3 separate regions of the Sus scrofa genome follow, and regions 2 and 3 are each linked to region 1. The links are chromatin contacts, called in public Hi-C and HiChIP or PLAC-seq maps. All regions are on one chromosome and are shown on one strand. The core of a region is the stretch at or near the end of the contact, and the rest is flanking DNA. Distances in the headings are between cores, read along the strand shown. Region 1 holds the start of C6H16orf70 (UPF0183 protein C16orf70 homolog). Region 2 holds the start of RRAD (GTP-binding protein RAD). Region 3 holds the start of PDP2 (pyruvate dehydrogenase [acetyl-transferring]-phosphatase 2, mitochondrial).

What was found. Hi-C and Micro-C count contacts between places; a contact is called where the count stands out from the background. HiChIP or PLAC-seq counts read pairs in DNA pulled down with a chosen protein or histone mark.
Region 2: a contact with region 1 is called in an H3K27ac HiChIP or PLAC-seq map of skeletal muscle. The contact joins the promoter of RRAD here to the promoter of C6H16orf70 in region 1. A contact is called at or near these places in 1 of 47 Hi-C or Micro-C datasets (subcutaneous adipose tissue) and 2 of 2 datasets of contacts at active chromatin or transcription factors (alveolar macrophages and skeletal muscle).
Region 3: a contact with region 1 is called in a Hi-C map of embryonic fibroblasts, with 1.7 times the contacts expected there. The contact joins the promoter of PDP2 here to the promoter of C6H16orf70 in region 1. A contact is called at or near these places in 2 of 47 Hi-C or Micro-C datasets (embryonic fibroblasts and liver) and 2 of 2 datasets of contacts at active chromatin or transcription factors (alveolar macrophages and skeletal muscle).

Annotation. Positions count from the first base shown.
Region 1 is chr6:27,755,828-27,759,299 of Sscrofa11.1, reverse strand. It overlaps C6H16orf70 (UPF0183 protein C16orf70 homolog), which reads right to left and starts at 1,724. Exons shown (of 17, transcript XM_021094040.1): 1 at 1,618-1,724; 2 at 1,381-1,501. The coding sequence starts at 1,444.
Region 2 is chr6:27,602,748-27,606,381 of Sscrofa11.1, reverse strand. It overlaps RRAD (GTP-binding protein RAD), which reads left to right and starts at 1,255. Exons shown (of 5, transcript XM_021094029.1): 1 at 1,255-1,357; 2 at 1,578-1,962; 3 at 2,852-2,925; 4 at 3,042-3,246. The coding sequence starts at 1,593.
Region 3 is chr6:27,564,154-27,567,651 of Sscrofa11.1, reverse strand. PDP2 (pyruvate dehydrogenase [acetyl-transferring]-phosphatase 2, mitochondrial) reads right to left here and starts at 2,229. Exons shown (of 2, transcript XM_021094015.1): 1 at 2,150-2,229. LOC106508763 (a long non-coding RNA gene) reads left to right here and starts at 1,173. Exons shown (of 3, transcript XR_002344554.1): 1 at 1,173-2,036; 2 at 2,129-2,277.

The DNA.
Region 1 (3,472 bases), core at 475-2,974:
ATCCTAATCATTACCTGTGACCAAGACTGTACCACAGAGATCCACAACCTAGTTGCACCATCAAGCATAGTTTGAAGCGATGGCTGTGGTTTTCACTCTGCCCTGTGAAACCCTAGTATGAGCCAAAGCTGTGGTTAGGGAAGGTTCTTTCCCACCTAGAAGCCAAACAGCATCAGCATAACAAATGGGCTTGGAAACTAAGCTATCACTAGCTTCCCAATCAAGTTCTTGGTGCTTCACAAGAAGCTGGAGTGTTTCCTACCAGCTAAAATTCTGTGAAGAACTCTGAGGAGAGGTATAAGTTTTGAGAGAAGTTAGCTGAAAATTCTCAATAAACCAAATCAGCTCCCACAACCCAGAGGAGGCTTGTTCAGTTCACGGAGACACAGAGCACCGGCAGAGTCCTATCAGCACATCTGTTCTGCAGTTTCTCACCTACTCTATCTCCATAAATATAAGTCTTCCAGATTCAAGGATAAGATATAGCCCAATGGAGCAGCTGACTCAGTCCAGTAGCCATAATTAGTGTGACAAAAGTTCAAGCCTGTACAAACAGCACAGACACCTGCTCTCCACCCCCTTTCCCTAGTGCTGGAAAATAAAAGTAAACACACTCTGGGGTTACCGAATGCAAATACTTGTACACGTTAAAGTGGTGACATTAAGGATAGCGAAAAATGGGCCCAAACCCACAAAATGTCCAAACTGCATTCCCCACAAACTAAATGTTACTTTCCCCAAACTCCTGTCTCATTCAACTTTTAACTCTGTCCACTAAGGATTAGGTTTAGGATTACACCACATATTGACCACATTAAAAACAAGAAGAAAACTAGACAAAAGTTCCTTTAACGCACACAAACTCTCCTCAACTCTCTTGACCAGACCCCCAACATCTGATGATCGTAAAGGTGCCTAGGTTTCTCCTTCCGGAGAGGCAATCAACAGCCCAGAAAAGCAAAGAGACAGACTACAGTGGCGGTGTCAGTCACTCCTAAGCTATTCGGTCCACAAAGTGAGGATAGTAATAACAATAGTAGCTACCATCAAGTCCCCGGAGGCATACTTGAGATAATTAGACACCAGAGAGCAGGGCCTGGCCTTGAGTTTAGTGTTTGGGGTGCGTCAGCCATTATTGTTATTATTACTGTAGCACTGCCCCCTCGAGAGGCCTGCGGAGGACGGAAGAAAGGGACTTCAAGGCCCGGCTGTGCGATAGGCTACTGAGTCGGGACTGTAGGAGAGGGTGTCTAGTGCCCGGAGCCCAAAGAGCTGAGGAGCCGTGGGCGCAGGAGGGTAAGGGGAGGAGGCCAGAGGTGGGAAGGGCCAGGAAGGAAGGAAGGATCGGCGAGTAGGGTCGTGAGAGAGGATACCACTCACCCAGCGCGAATTCCCATTGCTCGTTCCCCAGAGAGCGTTCGGGTACCACCTCCAGATCCAGCATTGGTTCGGCTCGCCGGGCCAAGGCGGCCTCCCTGCCGTAGCGCAGATGGCAGCGGAGCTGAAGAGACAAAGTAGCGGGTGACCCACCGCGCCCCCTGGCCCTGCTCGCCACCTCCCACCGAGTCGCCAGCGCTACCGGCCCCACAAACTTCACCTGACCTCACCACACCTCACCTCACCGACAGCAGCCGCGGCGGCTTGGGGCAGCAGCGGCAGCGGGAGCTGGAGCGTCTGCGGCAAAAGTGGCGTGCCGGGCCGTAAAGTGTGGCGGAGGCGGGGCGAAGGCGGGATTTCCACGGTTAGAGCGGGACCAAGGCGGAGTCACGCACGCGCAAACTCCGGATAGGCGGCTGTTATAGATGCCTTACGGTACCATACGGAAGTGCGGGCTCTCTTGGAACCAGGAGCATCGTACTCCGTGAACCCCCACATCTGTACACCACATCGCACACGTTCCACACGAAGATGTGTGAACCGGGCAACACATACATGTAACACGGCTATATAGCACCCGTCTGCCGTCTACGCGTACGTCTCAACCACATTCACTGGGCTCAAAAGGCGAGTTATGAGGGCGTACCCTCTGAGGCCCACCGGGGAGGGAGGACACGGAGTCTCAAAGTACAAGGCCCGCGAGCGCCCTGCCGCTCCCGGTTGGGGCCAAGACCGACCCCGGCAGCAGCTACCTCTAGTTGGCCAGGAATGACTCCTCACTGCAGCCCCTGGGTCTCGGGTCGTACTCAAAGTGCGTGTGTAGGGGCGGGGGGAGTTAGGGGAGAGGACTAGGTAGGGGAGGACGTCCTGACTGACTACTTCGTGCTGTGCGCAGGCCCCAGGGCTGGGATCCCGAGGCTGCTGAAGCTCAGACTGAGTCAGAGTCGGCTGTGTCGCTGACTCTGTGGGGTCTTGACCAAAGGTCTTGTCTTTATGCCTCAGTTTCCTCATTTAAAAGCTTTTAGTTCGGGCTCTGGGTACTCTAATACTGACATCTTATGGAGCCAACTCTTCATGGACGCACATGGACGCAGTGTCTGGATTGTCACATCCACCCTGAGACTAAGATTGGTTATATCTCACTTTACAGGCAAAAAAAAAAAAAAAAAATTGACGCCCAGAGAAGCTGAATGGCTCGTGGTCCTAGGCGTTAGAACTCAAATTCTTAATATTACATTGCCTGTGGAGGAAGGTTTTTAGCAGGGGAGAAAATGACAAGCTAAATTCTTAAAACTAGTAGGAGTGGAACGTGGAGGCTCTATCAAAACTTTAAGTCAGGAGTTCCCGTCGTAGCGCAGTAGTTAATGAATCCGACTAGGAACCATGAGGTTGTGGGTTCGATCCTTGGCCTCGCAGTGGGTTAAAGATCTGGCATTGCCTTGAGCTGTGGTGTAGGTCACAGATGCGGCTCGGACCCTGTGTGTTGCTGTGGCTGTGGTGTAGGCCGGTGGCTATGGCTCTGATTAGACCCCTAGCCTGGGAACCTCCATATGCCGTGGGTGCAGCCCTAGAAAAGACAAAAAGACAAAACACACACACACACAAAATACCTTGAAGTCACTGCTACTTGTATTAAAGCAAACATGGAGAAGGTTGTCCAATTGCAGCATCCTTTGCCAGACTAATAGAACTGAGTCATTGAGATGTCCATCAGTAGGGAAGTGACCAACTAAACTCTGACATATATATAACAGGATGAGTTTTTAAAAGATGAGATATGTCCCTATATGCTGATGTGGAATGACCTCCACAAGAAAAAAGCTAGGTGCGAAATTGTAGTATTATGACCCATTTTTTTCTGTAAAAACAAATAAAAGTGGCCATACTGAAAAAAGGAGAACATTTCTTGAAAGAAAAACATAAAATTATCAATAATACCTAATACTGGGAAGGAGGCTGGGGGCCAGGGACATTTACTTCTTACCACACATGGCAAGCATTAAAGATGTGTTTAGGGAGTTACCGTCGTGGCGCAGTGGTTAACGAATCCGACTAGGAACCATGAGGTTGCGGGTTCAGTCCTTGCCCTTGCTCA
Region 2 (3,634 bases), core at 6-2,505, 150 kb after region 1:
CGCCTCACAGCTTGCGTGCCCTCAATCGTCACACACCCTAAATGTGAGCAAGGCAGCTTGTGGCTGGGCACCCTGAGGCTGGGAGGGAGGCAAGACCTAGGAGCCTGAAGGCAGATTCAGGACTGGAAACCAAGCCTCCCCTCTGCGCCCCGGCACCCTCCCTAGGTCTGAGGAGGGACTGATTTCTCTGAGCAGTGGTAGCTAACCCACCCCTACCCACCTACTCTACAATGGTGCCCCTCCTGGATGGGAGTCTGAACCTCCAGATCCTGGAAGTGCCTAGAACAGCAGCCCCAGTCTAAGGCTAAAGGGAGGGAAGGAACATTGAGGACTCAGAGTGGCTGGAGCCAGACCTGACCCTGGTCCAGTTCCACCCCTATCCGCTTCTGCTGGCATCTGACACCTGTCTGCCAGGATCTCCCCAACTTTGGGCAACCTCCAGCCCAGGAGCTGAACGACCAGGGCCAGGTATTTTTAGCAGAGTTGCTGGCAGCTGCCTGGAGGGTATGGAGGTGGGGGAGGTGGTGCTGAGTTCATCCTTTTCCTTCTCAGGGCCTGTACTCCCTCCCCAGGATTCAAGCTTGCACCTTTACCTGCAGCACACTGCCAAGAGGGCCGCCCTTCCCCGCCCACCTCCTCCAAACAGCTCTCCAAGTGTCCTAGGGGTTCAGGTGACACTAACCCTTATCCTGAAGGGCAGGGCCATCAGGTAAAATCTTCAACTCCCAAGGGCAGGGAGGACAGTGGGAAGGACCTGGGGTGGAGGCTAGAAGCCCGGATTTAGGACCTCTAATGTCTTGCTCAGATATGGGCCAGCGGGGAATGGGCAGAGAAGGATGAAGTCTGTCCCACCTGTAACTGGTCTGCTTGCTCAGGCAACAGGCGGGAGGGAAAGGAGAATTCACTTTTAAAGGACGAGACCTCCTTCTTCCCTAGAGGGGTCTTGACGCACTTGGCTGGTCCCCCACCCCCTTGTCCCCACCCGTGAACCCCCCCAACTCCTCCGCACCATTCATACACTCCCCCTCCCTCTCGCTCCTTCCCGGCCCCCCTCCCCATACACACACTCGGGCTCTTTTGTCTGCGGAGTCGGGCGGGGCGTCGGTGGCGGAGTCTGCTGGGCGGGCGGGGCGGGGTCTGAGTGGGTGCGAGGCCCTGGGAGGAGGGTGGGGGTGGGGGATTCCCCTGGGGGGAGGGGGGCAGACACGTCACCCCCGCACCGCGTGGACGGGGGCGAGCGCGGGGGCGGGGGCGGGGGCGGGCAGAGGCTTAAATAGGCGTCTCTGGCGGCCAGACCCAGTGTGGACTGAGAAGGCGGCGGCGGCTGCGGCAGCGTCGAGGGTCCGCGCCTGGGGCTGTGAGTGGATTGTATCCGACCTACCTAGTCCTGACCGTGTCCGTGCGTGAGTGGGTGAGGGTCCTGGCAGGGCGGGGTGGGGGGGGTCGCACCGTCTGGGATGGATGAGTCAGGAGGAGGGGTCACAGGTCCTTGAACCCAATCATCTTGCTGAGCCGGGTCGGGTCCAGGCTCCATTTCCACCGCGGCTTACGCGGCCATCCCGATTCCCGTTGCCCAGACGGCGTCCGAGACGATGACTCTGAATGGCGGCGGCAGCGGAGCCGGCGGGAGCCGCGGCGGGGGCCGGGAGCGCGAGCGCCGTCGGGGCAGCACACCCTGGGGCCCGGCGCCCCCGCTGCACCGCCGAAGCATGCCGGTGGACGAGCGCGACCTGCAGGCGGCGCTGGCTCCGGGCGCTCTGGCAACGGCCGAGGCCGGGACCGCGGCCCAGGGTCCGAGGCTGGACTGGCCCGAGGGCTCCTCTGACTCGCTCAGCTCCGGAGGCAGCGATTCAGACGAGAGCGTTTACAAAGTGCTGCTGCTGGGGGCCCCTGGTGTCGGCAAGAGCGCTCTGGCGCGCATCTTCGGTGGAGTAGAGGATGGGCCTGAGGCGGAGGCTGCAGGTGAGGGGCTGGGACTCCAGGGGAGGGGAGGCCGGGTTAGGGCCGAGGGCTAAAGGACTGATCAGGATTGAAGCAGCAAATACCAAAGGGACTTTTTTTTTTTTTTGAGGGCCGCACTTGCGGCATGTGAAGTTCCCAGGCTAGGGGTCAAACAAATCGGAGCTACAACTGCTGGCCTACACCACAGCCACATCAACACAGGATCCGACCTATATCACAGCTCACAGCAATGCAGGATTCTTAGCCCACTGAGAGAGGCCAGGGATCGAACCCATCTCCTCAGGTTCATTATGGATGAGCCATGACAGGAACTCCCACCAAAGGGATTCTGAAGGCGCTTTGAGAAGCTGCCTCCACCTACCCATTTCAGATGGGGACAGTGGAAGAAGGTACCCCCCAGCCTTTAGTTAGGAAATGCCTCAAGTAGAAGGTTCAGAGCATAGGTGTGATTACTCTGTAGGATGGAAACAGAACATCCCTCCCTGCCAGGACCAGCAAGAACACAGCCAGAGGAGTTTCTAGGAGAGGAGTCCTAGGTAACCAAGGTCCCCAGGGGACACTTGTTCTAACTCAGGTCGTTGTGGTCAGAACCACCCGGGGTCCCAGGCAGCAGGAGGTCAGGCAACACAGGAGCGGCCCCCTGGGGACATTGCCACCTTGGAGAAGGGATATCCAGGGGCAAGGTCAGGCACACCATGCCCTCCACGGCTCCCCCCTACCATTCTTCAGCCCTGTCACTTCTGTTGTCACAGCAGTCATCAGTGGAGGGAAGGTTAGAGGAGCTCTGGGGAGGAGTTGGAGGTTGTGGCCAGAGCAGAAAGCCTGGTGGCATGGAGGAGGGGGAGCTTTTGGCAGCCAGCAGGTAACCTGACTACCGGTCTCTTGCCAGGGCACACGTATGATCGCTCCATCATGGTGGACGGAGAAGAGGCATCGCTCATGGTCTATGACATCTGGGAGCAGGTAGGACGCAGGCTGAGGGCCAGGGCAGGGTTGGGGTAGGGGCTACAGGGAGTGACAGCCTTGTAGCTGGGGCATGAGGACTATTGGGTATATTTGTGTGTGTCTGTATTTGCTAGGATGGGGGCCACTGGCTACCTGGCCACTGCATGGCCATGGGAGATGCATATGTCATCGTGTACTCAGTGACAGACAAGGACAGCTTTGAGAAGGCCTCAGAGCTGCGGGTCCAGTTGCGGCGGGCTCGACAGACAGACGACGTGCCCATCATCCTAGTGGGCAACAAGAGTGACCTGGTGCGCTCTCGTGAGGTCTCCTTGGATGGTGAGCAGAGAGTGGGTCGGAAAGGGAGGGAGATCCTGGCCGGGCTGTGGTCCCCTCGGCCTTAACTCAGCTCAAGGGCCTGGGGACCATTGCTGGCTAAAATGTTCAGGAAGAAAAGTCAGGGAGAGCGGAGCAGAGCTTCTGCCCTCCCATAGGTCTCCCAAAGGCCTGAGTGCTGGGGAAGAACCGATGTGCTAGGGCGGGGAGAGGCTGCTGGGCTGGGCTGGGCCACCTCAGGGCCCTTGTCTCCTGTCCCCTTTGGCCCTGGCCTGGCAGATGAGGGCTGAGGAGAATGCAGGGAATCAGGCCAGGGGGTCCGAGCCTGGATTCCAGGCCCGGACCAGCCTTGCCCCCGGGGAGGACCCACCCCTCTTGGACCCAGCATCCT
Region 3 (3,498 bases), core at 980-3,479, 190 kb after region 1:
TCAAAGGGTGTAGACGCATACTGCCAAACTGATTTCCAAAAGGTTCGCATCTGCCTCTGCAAGGGCATGAAGGAAACAGTTTCCTAGCACTTTCAACAGCCTCTAGCGGTATTTTTCCTTAGACAAAAAAAGCTGTTCTATTTTCTAGTTTCTCTGGTGACTCGGGAGGAGGAGCCTTTCCACGTGTTTTTGGATTTCGTTTAGGAATCCTGCCCTCCCCAAAGTTTGTCTGTGGGGGTAAAGGGAGCTCCCACACTTGAAGACCACTCCCCCTCTCCTCAGCCCACGCCGCCCAACTAGGAGTAGGAGCGGTTGGCCAGGGCGCACAGAAGGCGCCTCCCCGCGCCCGCGCCCCCTCCCCCCGCCCAGCAGAGAAGCGAGCAGCGATGCCCGATGCAAGGCGGTCTGCCGCAGCCCGGACCCAAATAATTTCGCATATCTAAAGAAAACAGGTCCCCAAGTCAAGTTTCTGACCCACAGCCTCATAGATAAGAGCGCGGCCTCCGGAGTCCACTAAACCCGATCTCCTTCAAACCCTGGCGCGGCTACGTCCCTGAGCTCCAGCTTCTCAGTCCATAAAAAGGGAAACTAAGTCGCGAAGCGGCGCTCACAGGGCTACTCTGAAACAGCCAGTGCGGACGTCCCTGTACGCAGCCCAGGGTTCGCCGTAAGGCCGCGGGCCCACGTGGCGCGTGTGCGCGAGAGGGATGACCGCAGTTGAGGCCAAGGCTCTTCCCGGTCCGCCGCGGGCCCGCCCCCTCACCTCACCTCACCTCACCTCCGCTCTCCGCCCCAGCACCTGAGCCGACCGACACCGTGGGCCGGAGCGGGCCTGGGGCTGGCCAGGCCCGGCGCGATAAGAGGCGTTCACAACCCGCGTAGCCCACTTTCCTACCTCAGGTCCTCGCCCTCCTCTCACCTGCTTGCGCCGAGGCCTCCGGGCTCCCCCCCTCAATTCCGCGCCTGCGTGCAGTGCTGCGGCTGCAGCCACCCAGGACTCGCCTCCCTGAAAGTACCTCTAGTGCAGATCCCCGGCTGCCGGAGAAGGAAGCATCCTCTTGCCAGTCTTTATTGGTTCATCTGTGGAGGCGGGCCCATGACGGGCAGCAGAATTGCCCAATGGCTGAGGAGGACAAGAGGGCGGGACCCGGAGGGGCCAAATCCGGTTCCTCCTCAACTTCCCCCGCCCACCTCCATCCACCCTCCGGGCTCCTCCGGACTATAGGTAACCTCCTAGACTGTAGGTAGCCCGGGTGCAGGGATCAGGCAGTCCTGTGGCAGAGCATCCCACCACGTGACACTCCGCACTCTGCACACCCCAAAACGCCCAGGCTCTCCCACTCGTCACCGTTGTTAATAATACCCCACGGCCTCCTCTCCGTTTCTGTGCCAACCCTCTTTCAGGCGCCACACCCTTCTATATCTACTTGCCTCCCTCTGGAGGCCCTCCGAACGCCTTAAACACAGCTTGCCTAGAAGTCATCTTTCTGCTAACTTTGCTCTTTCTTTCCTCCCCTAACGTAGTAACGGCCCCACCATCTGCTCAGAGATTCAAGCCCCAAGTAGGAGTCATTTTGACACCTCTCCCTTCACCCCTACTCCTCTCCTGTCAGTTATCTAATCCTGTTCACCTCATCTCCTAAACAACTCCAATCCAAACATTTGCCTCCAGCTGCTCTGCCACTCTATTCCATTCTTCTCATCTGGTCTCCCCACCTCTGACTTTATCTTGGCCCTAGTAGCTCTGCTTCTACAGAATAAGTAGGGTGATCCTTCTACAATGCAAATTGCTGCTGTAAAATCTTGTAAAATGCTGTAAAATGGCTTCCCACCAACCATTGGGCCTTGAACTGACATTTACATTGGCATGGCCACTGACCGTTACCACAATAGTTGGTTGGTGGGTTGAGAAAGGCTGAGAACCATGACACCAGATATTCCCTTAGTCCCTTCCATTGTGGCATCAGAAGTTCTGCATCCCAGTTATGGCCTGCTGCCTTTCAAATCACTGTAAAAGAACTCTCCTACTGACTGTGGTAAGTCAAGGGCAGTCCTCCCACCAGAAACAGAGAAAAATAGGAGGTGACCAGAAAAGGCCACTTAGAGCCCTGGAAATGTGGTCTTCTAGAAGGAAGACACACTGACTTACCTGGGGAACCTGGCCAGCCCACCTGGATCCAAGGACCTGCCTGCCATAAAACAGCTCCTGTCATACTTGGCCCTGATATGATATTCATACCGCCACTCACCCTTGGTCCCTTCCGGAAGTACTAAAGAGTAAGTCAGAATTTGCACTATCTCTCTTCCTGGATACTGAAAGGGCTGTTTCAGACTTAAACTAAAAATAACTCTAAGGGATTCTAAATAAATTGGTGTAGTCTTTTAGTTCATTTGGGGTTATAAAGGGTCATCCTTCAGGACAGAGGCAGCACAGTTTAATTACTCAATCTGTAGGCGTTTATGGGTGCCTGAATATGCCAGGCCCTGGGCCAACAACTGGAGACACCGAGATGGCTGCCTCCGCCACACTTTCCTGAAAAGATTACATCACTCTGCTAAGTCTGAAACCACTCAGTTTTTGTAAGTTACCACACACACACACACACACACACACACACACCACTTCCAAAGTAGAAAGTCACCCTTGAGGGTTTTGTGTGCACCAGAACTTTTGCTTAAAGGCTATAATCAGCTCAGACATCCTATAGATGTTGGCCAGCCCTAGAACCCTACCCAAGGCTTCCTTGTCTCAAGGTCTTATTAGAAAAGAATGAATGAAGGATGTGTGGATTCAATGCCCAGACTGGTGCAGTGGGTTAAGGATCTGACATTGTTGCTGCTGTGACTCAGGTTCAGTCCTTAGCCTGGGAACTTCCATACGCTGCGGGTGCAGCCAGAAAGAAAAAAAGAAAAAAAAAAGGAAGATTATCCTTGGTGGGCCTGATCTTATCAGATGAGCCTTTAAAAGGGATGAGTTCTTCCTGGTGGGGAGATTTTCTGCTGTGGAATCAGCAATGGGGGTCTAGTATGGGGAAGAGGAGGCAAGAGGAAGCTGGGAGACAGCCCTGGAGCCCCTCCAGAAGCACAGCTTCCCATTCTTGCCCATACAGCACTGGCCTGGGCTACGCTGTGAAATGGTAGTTTTCCAGGAAACTGCGGGTACCTCTCCTGCCACTCTTGCGGAGGCCCTGCCCTGAAGGCCCAGGGCTCTCCTTTTAGGCAGGATCAGGGTGGACTGTCAGCACCCTGACCTAAGGACCCCAAAGCCCAACACGAAGCCAAAAGTCAGATTGGAAAGCCCAGGAAGGAGCTATTGGCGAGGACAGAAGTCAGAGAGAAAAACAAGATTACAACAAAGAAGAGCAGGCCTTTGATAATAACCGAAATTATTTATTTCTCTATTTCTCTCCCTTCCCCTTCCTCTTGCCCATGCCTCTGCGTGCAGAGAAAAGAGTAACAATATGGTTAACAGCTGTTAACAATGCTTATCTCTGTAGG